2 separate regions of the Oryctolagus cuniculus genome follow, and region 2 is linked to region 1. Evidence: chromatin contacts called from public Micro-C data. All regions are on one chromosome and are shown on one strand. The core of a region is the stretch at or near the end of the contact, and the rest is flanking DNA. Distances in the headings are between cores, read along the strand shown. Region 1 holds the start of LOC127491632 (a long non-coding RNA gene). Region 2 holds the start of BIN1 (bridging integrator 1).

Region 1 (7,368 bases), core at 1,242-3,741:
GTGAGCTGGGAGGGGCCGGTGCCATCACAAAGGTCGTTAGCAATGGAAGAGAGGGAGACAGAAGAGACTCAGAGGGGCTCTTACAGAAGAGTGGTCAGAGGTGCGGTGTGGTTGGCTTTGAAGATGGAGGAAGGGGCCCGGAGCCAAGGAATGTGCATGGCAGCTGGAGGCAGAGAAGGCTTTGGAAATGGGTTCTCAGCTGGGAAATGCAGTCCAGGGTGGCCGGTGTTGAGCTCCTGTCCTTCTGAACAGTCAGATAATTTATCACTGAACTTCTGGTAATTAAAAAAAATATTTATTTTATCTGAAAGAGTTACAGAGAGAGGGAGAGACCCAGAGAGAGAAAGAAGGAGAAAGAGAGAGCTTCCTCTGCTGGTTCACGCCCCAGATGGACATAATGGCCAGGGCTGGGCCAGGCTGAAGTCAGGAGCTCCATCTGGGTCTCCCACATAGGCGGCTGGGGCCCAAGCACTTGGGCCATGTTCCCAGGCCATAAGCAGAGAGCTGGATTGGAAAAGTAGCAGCCAAGACATGAACCAGCACCCATATGGGATGCCAGCACCGCAGGCTTTGGCCCTCAAAGTCAATGTTGACACACAAAGACTCGGAGCCAAACCACCAGGCTCTGTGTCTCAGGGGCAGAAACCCAGCTCTGGGGGAAGTGCTTTTGTTCCTGCCAAATGCTTTGCTTCCCACAGAACTGATCGCTCAGCTCTTCCTATAATAAAATCCTTCCAAAAGAACTCTGCTGGCTCATGTGTCTTTGAGTCTCCTGAGGAGCCTGCGAGGAGCCGGATCCCTGCACAGAGGCGGATGTGGGACAGAAGTCTCTGTGCAGGGAGCACCTGTCGCCAAGTGAGTAAGTGCTGGCTGCCAGGGCACGTGGTACAGGCACCGTGGGTGCTCCCCAGGCATGCAGCGTGGGTTTGTAGGATGTCAGCTTGTGTTAATGTCACCACACATGGATTTTAAATTACAGGCTTAGTGCAAACCCAGGATTACTATGTCCCTCCCAGAGCCTGGGTCCCTTTGGGTCTGAGTCACGAACCTACGTGGGATTAGAGCAGCAATGGCAGGTGCAGATCCAGGGACCGCCCCCCACTCAAAGATGTTTGAAACTGTTTTCTGTGCAAGAGAAAACATGGCTGGAGTATATTTTTTTACAACTATTTTAAAATAGGAACCAAATAAAAAAAATGGGCTTTTGGTGGAGGGAGGGAGGGAGGGAGGGAGAGAGAGAGAGAGAGAAATTAACACCTTCCTTGAGGGCCTGGAAGCCATGGAGCTCCCTGAGTAAGTGCCCCTGCCTAAGGGAGGTTGGTGCAGAAGCTGCCGGCAATGCATTGTAAGCACCCACACATCGGAGCAGGTGGGTAAGATACATTCTCTTCACTGCTGTCCCGGGGACCCCTCTCCCCCATCCCATCTGAGGCTCCTGGGATGTGTCGGGCTTGGGGATGCACACAGGGCTCTGGGGTGTACCCTGATCTGAATGTTGTTCAGTCTTTGACCTTGGCAAGAACTCAAGGATCCCAAGGTATTTATGTGAAAGCCAGGGATGGTAATAGCTATGAGAGTTGTTCAAAAAATGCATGGAGAATGCATGGTATGAAAAATAGATGCAGGGCTTTCAAAGGCATTTTGCACTAAAATAAACTTTTTTTTTTTTTTTGACAGGCAGAGTTAGACAGTGAGAGAGAGAGAGACAGAGAGAAAGGTCTTCTTTTTCCTTTGGTTCACGCCCAATGGCTGCTACAGCTGGCCCTGCGCCGATCCGAAGCCAGGAGCCAGGTGCTTTTCCTGGTCTCCCATGGCGTGCAGGGCCCAAGCACTTGGGCCATCCTCCACTGTCCTCCCGGGCCACAGCAGAGAGCTGGACTGGAAGAGGAGCAACCAGGACAAGAATCCAGGGTGCTGGCGCCGCAGGTGGAGAATTAGCCTAGTGAGCCACGGTGCAGGCCAAAATAAATGTTTTTTGTAATTCCGTTTTCCACGAATTTTTCTGACTACCCTTTGGTGCCTGATAAGCATACACCAAGCCTCTGGCATATGGCTGGGCCTCAGTAAAGGGTCCCAAAGGCACCTCTGTCTGCGTTTGCCTGCACAAAATAACTGCCCAGTGTCCTTGCAACGGGTTAAACAGGAGGATGGGGTGCCGTTTGAGGTCCGAGTGCCAAGTTAGAGTGGTGCCTTGGTGCCACAAGGAGACTGCATCATGGAACCACATACGCCTGTAAGATTGATCTTGGGCGATCGTGCCATTCTGGATCATGGCTCAGCATGTGGCATGGTGGGCAGGCTCAGTCAGCGGCTGCTTGGGACTGACAAGGGCAGGGCTTCGCGGGGTGACTCCAGCCACCACGCCCAGGCTCCCCCTCTGGGGCAGTACTGGCCTCCTGGAGCCTGGCCCACGATGTAAATGTTTGGGTCATCTCTACGCTCTTCAAGGCGGCTTTCTCCCTCTTCCTCCTCTCCTGCTTTTCCTCTTTCCCTGGGGACCTCCGCTGAGTCACAGGCTCCGCCCACCCGGCGCTTCTGCACCCTGCTGCCCTCTGGCCCGGGCTGCTCCCTGTGGTTTTCTGAGCCGTGCATCCTTTCAGCTTGTGCTGGAGCCAGCGCAGCTCGGCAGCCTGTGCTGGAGCTGGTCCAGAGCACACTGGCTCCTGGGAGCTGACGGTTGTTGGAAGCGATTGTAGAAACCTGCCGTGGCAGAAGTGTCCGCAGTGGAAGCCAGCACACACTGCTGCCGTGGCTCTGGTGGCCACCAGCTCGTGTTGGGCTAACCCTAACGGTGCAGGTAGCGAGGGTGGGAGGGTAGGGGCATTGGAATGGAACACAAGAAGGAAACCATGACTTCTCCTTGAGCGACAGCTGTGGGTGAGCAGTTTACTTGCTTGAGGCTGCAGGTGCTGGGCGCCTGCGTGGTGTATCTGCTGCATGAGGGAGGGACTGTCCATAGGGGCAGGCTGGGCCAGCTTTGATTTGGGCTCCTTCAAGCCCCCAGCATTGCACACTTCTCCCGCGGGAGGCTGCTCTCCTCTCTTTCTCTCGCTGTGTCTGTCTCTTATGCCTTGCCCAGCATTCTCAGGACTATGCCCAAATGCACCCAGCAGCCTGGTCTGTGAGTTTTTACTTGCCATTTGCAATTCCCTGTGCTAAAGCTGAGGTGGATGAGGTTGGTGGGGCTGAGTATGTTCTCAGAAATCAAGACATTGATCTAGGGTGGGCATTTAGCCTAGAGGTTAGGAGGCTGTGCCTAGGCTATGCCTAGGCCAGTGTCCCATATTGGAGTGCCATGGCTGCCTGCACCTTCCTTGGAAGGCAGCAGTGATGGCCGATCCCCACCTAGGGCAGCTGTGAGCATTTAGTGAAGTGACCAGCAGATGGCGCTCTCTCTGTGTGTCTCAAATGAAAATAAGTAAACGGAAAGACATGGATCCGGATTTGTCTCAAAAGTGACTCTATTATGAAGCTCCTACTATGTGCTAGGTTATGAGAGGAGGGAGAGGAGAATGTTGGCCGGTGGACACAAAATGGGAATCACACATGCAATTTTGAACTTTCTGGCAGCTCCCTTGAAAAACACAAGGTCAAATTAATTCCCATACCACATGTTATGAAACACAGTATAACCTAAGTGTTACAGAGAGAGGGAGGGGGGGAGAGATATCATCCATTTTCTGGTTCATTCCCTAAATGACTGAAACAGCTGCAGCTGGACCAGGCTGAAGCCAGGAGCTGGGAACTCCATCCGGGTCACCCACACAGGTGGCAGGGACCCACGTACTTGGGCCTTTTTCCAATGCTTTCCTAAGCACATCAGTAGGGAGCTGGATCAGAAGTGGAGCAGCCAGGGCTTGAACTAGCGGCGTCTCCAGCAGTGACTCAATGCACTGAGCCACAATGCCAGCCCCGAGCAGAATTCTAATGATGAAATCACAGGTTATGAAGCTCAGTCCATGAAGATCAGCTTTTGTAGCCTGGGTTGGACTTTCCCAATGTTAGCAGGTAGAACACTAGTTCTGTGGCACAAACACAGCCCTATGACCCTATTAACATTTTCTGCTGCCAACGCAGAAAACATGTGGAGAACTGTCAGATTTCTCTACTGCAGGACTTCTCAGAGCCTTCAGAATACCAAGATACGTGGTGAGTCTCTGAAAGTGGGATGGAGCCAGAGTTTCCCAAATTTATTTGGCTGCTCAAGCTTTGCTGCAGAGCACCCCGTGGAAAGATGGGAACATCTCCGTAGGCTGCCTACTATATACGCTAATTCTTTGCAAATCCCATGGAAGCGCAGGTGTTGTGGTGCAGTGGATTATGCCAATACTTGGGAGACCCACATCCTGTACTGGAGTCCTTGGTTCAAGTCCTGGCTACTCCATGCTTCTAATCTGGCTTCCTGCTGATGGACATCCTGAAAGGCAAGCAGAGGATGGCTTAAATAGTTGGGTTCCTGCCACTCATGTAGGAAAGCCAATGGAATTACTTGCTGCTGGGGTCAGTGCTGTGGCATAGCAGGTTAAGCCAGTGCCTGCAGTGCAGGCATCCTGTGTGGACGCTAGTTCAATTCCAGGCTGCTCCTCTTCCAATCCAGCTCCCTGCCCCAGGTTCTCTCTTTTTTTAAACAACTCACTCAAGCAGGAACTGACCAGGGCCCCTGGGAACTACATTAATCCCTTCTGCAGGCAGTGCAGCCCCCATGACCTAATTATCTTGCCCCAAGCCCCACCTCTTAAAGGCTCCACCACCTCCCAACACCACCACGTTGAGGGCCAATGTTCCCACACCTGAACCCCTGGGGACACACCACTGCCAATTCCCAGCAAGGGAAGACCCAGAACTTGAGAAAAAGTAACCCCTTGTCTGTTCCCAGCACTTCTCTCTCACTACGTCCAAGGAGCTGAGTCTTGGCTTTTCCACGTGTCCCTGCCGAATGTGGTCTTTGCTGGCTTCAGCCTGGTGTTCTGCCCACGGGACCATTTTCCTATCCTAGTTTTGTTACCTCCAGTGTGGAGTGACTCTGCTGGCGTGGGGAGACTCTTCACAATTTTGGCTGCCACACTTTCTACATTTGTGTGCGTCATTGACAAAAGCCTGTGGAACTGACTGTTCCAGCCCTCCCCAGCCTGGGGGTGGGGGAGCCTGGTCCCAGCTGTCATGGTTGGAGTCCCCCCACGGAGGGCATTTGCCCCCCTTGCTGAGCCTCTCAGCCTCTCCCTGGGCCACACACAGCTCTCTGGGGTCAGTGCTGTCTGCACCTGAGCTGGCAGCTCACCCCAGCTATCGTTGCCTTGTGCAGCAACCTCCTTCTGCCCCATGGCACCTTACTGGGTTTGGTGTGGAAGTGGGGAGAAGCCCCATCTCCCCTACTCTGAGTCTCTCTTGTCTCCTGACCCCTGGTCCTTGAAAATAGTGCAGAGAGGACGGGCATTCACTGCTGTGGTAAGACACCCCCTGGGACTCCCCTGTCCCATATGGGAGTGCCGTGTTTAAGTCCTGACTCTGCTTCCAATTCCAGCTTCCTGATCATGTGCACTCTGGGAGGTAGTAGGTATTGGCTCAAGTACTTGGGTTCCTGTCACCCGTTTCACAGACCTTAATGGAGTTCTTGGCTCCTGGATTCAGCCTGGCCTAACCCCAACTGTTACAGGCATTTGAGGGAGTGAAACAGCAGATGGAATCAATCTCTGTCTCTGTCCCTCTCTTCCTGTCTGCCTTTCAGATCAGTAACTAAATGAATATAAAAAGGAAAATAAAGCACAGACACCTTGCTGTCCACCTACCTCCTCCCGACTTCTGTCCCTAGGGACCCTGCAAAAAATTTTGCATAAGATGACTTCTCTGGGGGACTGCCTGGTTGCTCTGACCCCCCTCCATTTAGTTTAGGACAACCACAGCTGAAGAATGGCTGCCTTTTGCCTTGTGTTTACTGTTCTGGGATCTCTCTCTCTCTCTTCCTCTCTCTCTCTTTCTCAGCACAGCCCCTGAGATATTGTTATTAGTCCCAGTTTTCAGATAAAAAAACCTGAGATGTTAACTAGCTTACTCAAAACTATAGTGATGGTATGTCTCTCATCTCCATTTGAATGCAATTGTCCATGCATTCATCAGGTATTTGCTGGACACCTGCTACCTGCTGTCTGCCTCCAGACCCTCTCACACTGGTGAGAGGACCCAGGGCAGGGAGAGCCACAGGTGGGTGGGTAGAAACCAGACCCCTGGGAGGGGGCACCTTCTGCTTCTGTCCCACCACTAGATGGGGCTGTTAGCCTTGCTGTCCCAGGCCAGTGCCCACGGGCGTGAACCCGTTGGCCCTAACCAAACTAGGACAACATGCTAAAACAGCCAGGAAGCCCCAGCTGGGGTGCAGAGGGGACCAGAGCCTAATGGGATTGGAGACTCTGTCTCACGACCTGTGTTTTGATTTCTCAGAGGTTGCAGCCATGGAAGACTCTAGAAGATGGGTGGTCTAGGGAGACACAGGAGGATGGACCCTAAGCCCAGCTCCATTGGATGGAGATAATCATGGAATTGTGGGCTGAAATTTTAAGTGCTTTGGTTCCTCCACCCCCACCCACCCCCCGGAAAATTTAATTCTGAAAAATTCCAATTCTACAGAAAATTTGAAAAAAGTACAATGAACTTCCATTTTTGCTTCACCAAGAGCCAATATTTGTTAACATTCAGCATCGTGTGTGCATCTGTGTGCATGCATGTGAGTGCATGGGAACCACTGGAAAACCAGCTACAGACAGCATGCCACTTCCCCCTGAACCTTTTAACACACACCTCCTAAGCACAGGGACATTCTCCAACATAACCACCCTCTGTAGGTGTGATCTCAGTGATATCACTCTTTAAGAGAAGAATGGAAGGGAAAAATGTGCTGGGCTTGAGAACCTGAGAAACCTCCAGTGAGGCTTGCTTGCCAAGAGTGAGAGCACGCGGAAGCCAGCTTATTGGGTCATCCCTGCTCCACGAGCTTGGAGAGCCACGTCAGGCACACCCTGTGCTCACATCAGGACTTCATCATCCCTGATATGTGTCTCGGGTGAGTCATCTGGCTGCAGAAGATCGAATTCCTCCCAGGGAACGGTGACGAAGGCAGGAGTTTGTCTTTTGCTTTTTCATCTGCTTGCTCCTCTGTCAGGTTTTGAAGGAGCACGATCATTCAGAAGTCTAATGGTTTCCTGGCAGGAGTCACTGCAGACCGTGTGGTTACATCTTGCTCTTTGGTAGAGAAATGAGGAGTAAACTTCTATCCTTGTGAACGTGTGAGTAGTTAATGGATGGTGACGTCAGATCCCTTTGCAGGGACGGCACGTTGGGCAGGTGCCTACTCTATGTCCAGAGTGTGTGAGGCTG
Region 2 (7,368 bases), core at 2,561-5,060, 83 kb after region 1:
GAAAGGCAGAACAGTAGAGAGAGAGAGAGAGAGAGAGGAAAAACAGAGAGCGATCGTCCATCTTCTGGTTCACTCCCCAAATGGCCACAAGGAGGGCAGGCTGGGCCAGGCCAAAGTCCCTGGTTTCCTCCATGGTTGACATGGTTGGCAGAGGCCCAAACACTTGGCCTCCCATCTGCTGCTTTCCTAGGCGCGATAGCAGGAAGCTGGATCTGAACCGGAGCTCCAACATAGGCTGCCTACGCTGCAAGTGGCGGCTGAACCCTCTGCGCCTGACTCTGACCTTAACTGTGAGGCCAAACGCCTACCTGCCCCACCTAAGACCAGGCTTTCAAAACCTGTGGCTTGATGAGTTGAGTGTCCAGTTTAGCAAATTGTATCCTTGTGCCATTTGCCCACTGATATATTGGGAATCTTAATGTTTTTCCTATGAATTCACAGGAATTCTATTTTGTTTACAAAATACTTGATTTTCAAAACTATTTCATCTGGGGCAGGGTAAGCCATCGCTTGCGATGTGCCCATCCATAGCCTGGTGCCTGGTCTGAGTCGCAGCCACCCTGCCCTGCTCATCCAGCTTCCCGTCCATGCGCCTGGGAGGCAGCAGAGGGTGGCTCAGGTGGTTGGGTTCCTGCTACTCACATGGGGAGCCTGAGGGAATTTCTGGATCCTGGCCTACCTGTGGTTAGTAAATTATCTGGTGGAAGATCTCTCTCTGCCTTTCAAATAGATAACTCTTAAAAAATAAGAGAATGTTTATAGAATAACAAGTATATTTCTTCTGGTTTCTTATAGTTTACTAAACTTAATTTCTAATGGAAATAGCTTTTTCTATCTCACATAATGGCAAAAAAAAAACCCACATCCTATAGAAAATTATTTTTTACAATTTTTTGAAAATTTATTTATTTGAGAGGTAGAGTTACAGACAGAGGGAGAGGCAGAGAGAAAGGTCTTCCACCCACTGGTTCATTCCACAGATGAACACAATGGCTGGAGCTGGACCCATCCAAAGCCAGGAGCCAGGAGCCAGGAGCCAGGAGCCAGGAGCCAGGAGCCAGGAGCTTCTTCCAGGTCTCCCATGTGGGTGCAGGGTTCCAAGCACTTGGGCCATCTTCTACTGCTTTCCCAGGCCACAGCAGAGAGCTGGATGGGAAAAGGAGCCACCAGGACGCAAACTGGGGCTCATATGCAATGCCAGCACTGCAAGCAGAGGCTTACCCCCACTATGCCACAGCATCGGCCCCTAGAAAATTATTTTTTTAAAAGTAAATATTGCCTAGATTCTACTTCTACTACATTTACTAACATTTTTGGACAGGTTCTATCCAAACGTTTATCCTACATTGGTGGCACACTTTGAAATTCAAAAATGTTAGAGGCCGTTGTGGTAGGGTGGGTGAAGTGGCCTCCTGGGAGGCTGCATCCTGCATCAGAGCGCCAGTTTGAGTCCCGGCTGCTCTGCTTCCAAATCAGCCTCCTGCTAGTGCATCCTGGGAGGCAGCAGATGTTGGCCCAAGTACTTGGGTCCCCACCCTCTGTGTGGCTGGCCCCAGTGGGGTTCTCAGCTCCTGGCTTCAGCCTGGCTCAGCCCTGGCTGTTGAGGGCATTTGGGAAGTGAACCAGCAGGTGGAAGATATCACTTTCGCCTGTCACTCTGCCTTTCAGATAAATCAATCTTCAAGAACTTAAAAAAATTATGCACCTCAAAGCTAGAATTTTAAATTTCCAATGTACCCTCTAGTGCTTCCATGTTTAGAAATGTGTTTCTAATCGACAGAATGGAGAAAGAATCCCATTCCTTCAAAACAGAGCTACGGTTCTTCTTATGAAAGCTATTGGGAGCATTACAGAGTGTTTAGGAAACTGAGGGAAAAAGAGCAACCACGATGCCTAGAACCTGACAGCTACTTCTTTCTGTTATGCACAGCTCCTTCGCATCTCTGACGGCGGTCATGCAATTTATTTATTTTTTTTTGTGGTTGCAAGGACACTGCATGTACAATTTCCTGTCTTCTTCCTTTGCACTCAGAATTATCCCATACGCATTGTTCTCTCGCGGTCACCTCCTTTCCACGTCTGTGGGCCCCTCCCCGCACTGAGCTCTCACAGCCAACCCTGTCCTGCTGGCGGACATTGCAACTTTTCTGTCCAGTGAGGTTTTGCAACACCAAAGTCCAATGAAGCAGAATTCCCTGAGGGTGGATGGTAGCACAACTGGACTTCTCATTTCCTCCTTCCTCAACACCGTGTTTGGAAGAAATGTCTTTGAGAGAATGGCCAGGAAAACCGCAGAGATAAAACGGGGAGGGAAGAGACCACAAGGTGAAAACATGGTGGGCTCCCAGGAGGAAGCGGCCTCAGAAACCGCAGGCTGTGGGGGTTTGGTTCCTGTCAGTCACAGATGGAGGCAGGAGCTTATGGTATTTCCGTCAAGTGTTGTTCCTTCCAGGAGAGCCAGCATGGGAGTGGATCTCAGCTGAGCTACCTCTGTCTGCAGAGGAGGCCTTGGAGGGGGCTACTAATTAACATCTGGAAGAATGAGTAGCCAGAGAAAGCTGCCCATGCTGGGGCCAGCATTGTGGCACAGCAGGTTAAGCTGTTGCCTGTGACGCCAGCATCCCATATGAGCTCCTGATGCAGTCCTGGCTACTGGTCCAGCCCCCTGCTGGGTCCCTGTACCCATCTGGGAGACTCAGATGGAATTCCATGCTCCTGGCTTTGGCCCTGACTCAGCTGATGTGAACCAGTGGATGGAAGACCTCTCTCTGTCTCTCCCTCCCTGTAGCTCCGCCTTTCAAGTAAGTAAATACATCTTAACAGAGAAAAAGAAAGTTGCCTCAAGTGGTCCAAGAGGCTCGGCGTGTGGTCTGTGAAGGCCCCTCTATTCACCCAGAAAATCTCTCGGAGACACCCACCCATCTAACAGCTCTGCTTCTCTCTCTGGGTGCCCTGTGGGACCCAAACCCACACCCTGGGCATGGCTGAGCCTCTTCAGCAAGACCCACATCTGCTTTGCATCCGCCCCCAGATCCTGAGATCTTGTAGGCAGCTGACTTGTTTTTGAGGGTGGAAATCAGCAGACCCAGCCCGCATTGATTTGTTTAGAACGAGTGGCATCGTCCCGTTGACAAAGCTGGCCAGCGGACAACAATCTTATCTTCTTTATAAGGCACGAGGGAGTGGGGCTCAGTTTCCCGAGGCCTCCCGGTGCGTCCAGGTGCACGGTTGGGGGTGCAGATCTCTTGGCGTCTCAAGTGTGAAAGGGCAGCGGCAGCCCCTACCTTCTAGGGCCATCGAGGCCGCTGAGTGAGTCACCCAACCCAGCGCCGGGCACGCAGCCGGGGCTCAGTGGCGTTCGCTCGTTGTCTTGGTAATCAGTGGCAAACTGGAAGGACGGGCGCCTGGCTGGCACCAATCGGGCGTCCCCGAGGGTTCACCTGCGCCGCTCCAGGCCGGGAGGAAGCGGCGTGGCGCGACCCGGGGCAGGCAGAGGGCGCTGCGGGCGGCTGCGCTCGCCACGCAGCCGGCGTCCCGCACTGCGCGCTCAACTTCACCTCGGAGTTTTCCGGGCTCCGTTCCTTCCCTCCCCACCGGGCCTCCTCTTCCCAGGCTGCAGGAGGTGACTGCTGGGGAGGAGGGAGGACCAAGCCGACCCGGGACTCTGGGTTGCGGTGTTCGTGCCTGCCGCGGGGCGGTGTCCCCGGAGTTCCCAGGAGCCCCGCGCGCGCCACTCCCTCCTCCTTGCGCGGTTCCGGCGCCCGCAGTGGCCCTTTAAAAGGCAGGGTCTTGTCCAGCGGGGGCGGGCGGGGGGCGCTGACCACCGCCCCCGGGGGCCCGGCCCCTCCCCTCCATCCCGGCCCCTCCCCCGCCCTCGGCGCGTCCCTCCCTCGGTCCCCGCGTCGCTCGCCGGGCGCACGCTCCGCCTCCGCCAGTCGGCCGGGCTGTGTGGTGCGCGGCGTGGAGCGGGAGCCGGACGCGCGGCTGGGGCTGGGGGCTGGGAGCGCGGCGCGCACGGCCTCCCCGCGCGAGATAGGCGCCCGCCACCGGGCGAGGCCGGCGCCGAGATGGCAGACATGGGCAGCAAGGGGGTGACGGCGGGGAAGATCGCCAGCAACGTGCAGAAAAAGCTCACCCGCGCGCAGGAGAAGGTGAGCGCGCCCGAGCACCGGCCACCTGTCCTCCCCTCCCCACTCGGGGCTGGTTCTCACCCGGGGTCCGGCACTGTCACCTCCGGACGACCACTACCCAGGGCCTTCGGGGGTCCCCGGGCTGCGGCCCCCAGGCGTTCTGCGCGCGCCCTCTTCGGCTCGCGTCCTTGTCTCCTCGCCCGGTGCCGGGGCCGGGGCAGGCGCGGGCGCAGCAGTCCCTTCACCCACCCCTCCTCCAGCCGCTTTGTCCCTTCGCCGCTCTCCCGCAGGGAAGTGGCGGCCTCGCTCCGGGCTCCTCTCCGGGAGGGCAAAGCCGGCTGACCCCGCCCCGGAGGCCGCGGCCGGGGAGGCTGGGAGGCGAGGTGGCGACCCCCAGGGCTCCAGGCCCACGCGGCCAGTCCGGCCTGTCCTCCCGACCCCCGGAACACCAGCGCCGGGACTGCCGAGGCTGCTGCCCGGCGCCGGTGGTGGCCTCCTTCCTACCGCCTCTCTACCTCCGTAAGCCGCGGGCCAGAGCAAGGATCGGTTTCCTTTCTCGAGAGGTGCCTGCGGCCTGGGAGCTCCAGCCGGGCCCCGCAGGGGGCCTCACGTTCCCAGCGGCCCGGGAGCGGGTGGCGGCGGCGCCGGCTGTGGGAGCCCCCGGCGGACCCGGGTAGGGAGGGGCGTGTAGTGCGCCGCGGGAAACCCGAGCCCTCCGAGCGGGGCGCGACTCGCGGCTGGCCCGGGGAGATGGATGGAGCCGGGACTCCCGGGGGGCACCTGACTGTGCAGGAAATGCGGGGGGATGGCGGGGCTGGGGGTGCGCGCTGGCCGGCCCTGTTATCTCTAGCCACCTCGGGTGTATTGAATTGGATCAGGCCAGCTGCTGACGCCACTTCCCCTGCTGATCCCGTCTCTGAAATCTGAGAGAGCAGAATCCCCTCTTCTGGCAGGGGGGGCTCCTCGGAGCCTGGCGGTCAGATGGGCCTGAAGCCTCCGCAGCCCCTTGCTAGCGCGTGGGGACCCAGGACGGGCCGGCCTCCCCCTGCCAGGCCTTGCGGCTGTTTATAAACACTGACTTTCTCCCTAAGGATGCAACCACGTGATGGGGGGGGTGCTAGAGCGCCCCTGTGCCTCCCTGGGAGTCCTCCTGCTCATCCTTGTGTTCCCGGCTAAGGAGTGGGTGGGTGTGCGTGCAGGGATAGGCCCGCAGCCAAGCACCAGATCTAACCAGGCCCAGTTCCCCTACCAGGCCGAGAGGAGGAGGGGTTAGAGCCCCCAGTAGCTGGCGGGGGAGGGGGGGCTGGGAAGCCTTCAGGTGGGGTCCCTCTGCCTCTGTCTCCCCCAATGACAAGGTAATCCACGGAAGTGCCTGCAGCCCTGGGCCTGAGCCTGCTTCCTGCTCCTCAGGGTCTCAGGAGATGAATGGGAGGCCGGGACCAGCTCCCCGCCCCCACCACACTCGCTCCTCTTGCTCTTGGTGTGTCCCTCGGCCCCTGGCTGCCTTTTTGCTGCAGCAGCAGTGTCTTTGATGTGGTTCTGGGAGCAGTAGGCAGGGGCAGGGGCAGTTAGCCATGGAGGACTGACCCCCTGGGCGGCCGGCCCTCCCTCTCCAGCCCCTGTTCTGTGGCCACAGGCAGTTGGCCGACAGCTGCTCAGCTGAGTGGATGCTGCGGGGAGCCTGGGACTGCAGCTGCCTGGTGCTCCAGCTGCTCTCCACGCCGTCAGGGACCCTGCCTCCAGCAGAAGCCAAGCCAGCTCCACAGGCCTCCTGACCCCTCCTGAAAGTAGAGTAGCCTTCCTCCCTCCCCCCCTTTCTTGGCCCAGCTGCAGGCTCTGCTCCCAAAAAGTCCTGTGCCTCCAACTACAGCAGCCTTTCCCTGCTTGCCTTCTGCTGCTCGGAATCCACATCACAGCCCTCTTGCAGCCCGGGTACCACTAACCAGGCTGCCTTCCCAGCACCTTCTGGTGGTGCTAATTCCACGTCGAAATCCCGCGGCCCGAACCCTTGTGTCTTACAAGCTTCCCGGCCACTGGCCCCACCTTGCCTTCATCCTCCCCACAAGTAATGGGACCATTCCATTCCCCCTGTTGCCCTGATGGGGGGCAGGGCAGAGGGAATCTTCTTACTTTTTCTTTTGGTCCAGGACTCAGAGGGTGATGGCATGGTCAAGGGCAGCCTGCCCGGCGGGGTCACTGAGCCCACTTTCCTCTGAGTCTCTCTGTGGACACCCCCCGCCCTGGTGGTGGGTTCCCATAGGCTCTCCTGGGCAGATTTCTTTGTGTGTGCCTTTGGGCGTTCACCTGGCCCCATTAGGCGTGTTTGGGGGCTTGTCTTGGTGCCCTGGTGCAGGCCTGCGAGTGGGCGTCCTCCCTCATTCATCATCTCCTGCCTTGACACCTGCTGGGGAGCCCCCTTCCCTGGCTGAGCCCCTGGAAGGCTGTCTCAGGCAGGGTGCAGTGACTGTGGCCTGCACTGAGCTGACTCTCAGGAGGTCTTGTCCCATACTTCTTGCCTCCAAGCCACCCCCAGAGTGCCTGGGTGCAGAGTGCGTGCCTGGAGTTTGGGCCTGTGGGTGCCATGAGGTCATCTTCCCATTGCGTTTGGCTTGTCGGACCCTCTATAAATGACTGTGTCCATTTTTGGGCCTTGAAAGGTGACTGGGCAAAGCCAATTCAGGGTGGGGCTTGGGTCAGATGACAGAAAGGATTAGAGGCTGGCGGGCTGGGCCCCTGGCTGGAGTTGGGGTGGAGGAGTGGCTGGGGAGAAGGACAGCTGGGGTAGGGTGGGGGTGGAATCGGGCCTGCTGGCCCCTCGAGGGCTGCCTCCCCCCGGAGTCCTCAAGGAGCCAAGTTGACTGAGGCTGGCCTGGTTCTGGTGGGGTTGGGCTGGTGATGAGTATGGGAGCGAGGAAGACCCTGGCTAGCATGGGAGCTGAGGGGTGCAGGCTGGACACTGGGGAGGTGCAGGGCCAGGGACTGCCTGTGCCTGGCCCAGGGCTGGCATGTGCTCCTAGAGGAAAGTGCAGGGGGGAGGTTATTTATAGGACCCTGACACATGGCTGTGAATCACACCAGGCCCATGGGCATGGTCAAGGTCTCAAGCAGCAGCATGTAGGAGCCAGGCCTGTGCCCAAGCCCTTTCCTCACATTGGCCTTAGGAGTAGTCAGGCTATTCCCAGAGTGGGTGCACAGGTGCCCCTTTACCAGAAGGGGCATCTGGGGCCCTTAGGCTGGA

The links. A called contact is a pair of places that touch in the nucleus more often than the background predicts.
Region 2: a Micro-C map of ear pinna shows a contact between it and region 1, with 3 times the contacts expected there. The contact joins the promoter of BIN1 here to the enhancer-like site in region 1. A contact is called at or near these places in 2 of 6 Hi-C or Micro-C datasets (ear pinna and psoas muscle).

The regions. Positions count from the first base shown.
Region 1 is chr3:122,374,425-122,381,792 of mOryCun1.1, forward strand. It overlaps LOC127491632 (a long non-coding RNA gene), which reads left to right and starts at 7,071. Exons shown (of 2, transcript XR_011387346.1): 1 at 7,071-7,277. Within about 2 kb of position 2,492, at least 2 of the 8 cell types and tissues checked have an H3K27ac peak or open chromatin away from gene starts, as enhancers often do.
Region 2 is chr3:122,456,451-122,463,818 of mOryCun1.1, forward strand. It overlaps BIN1 (bridging integrator 1), which reads left to right and starts at 3,811. Exons shown (of 14, transcript XM_051848804.2): 1 at 3,811-4,151. The coding sequence starts at 4,068.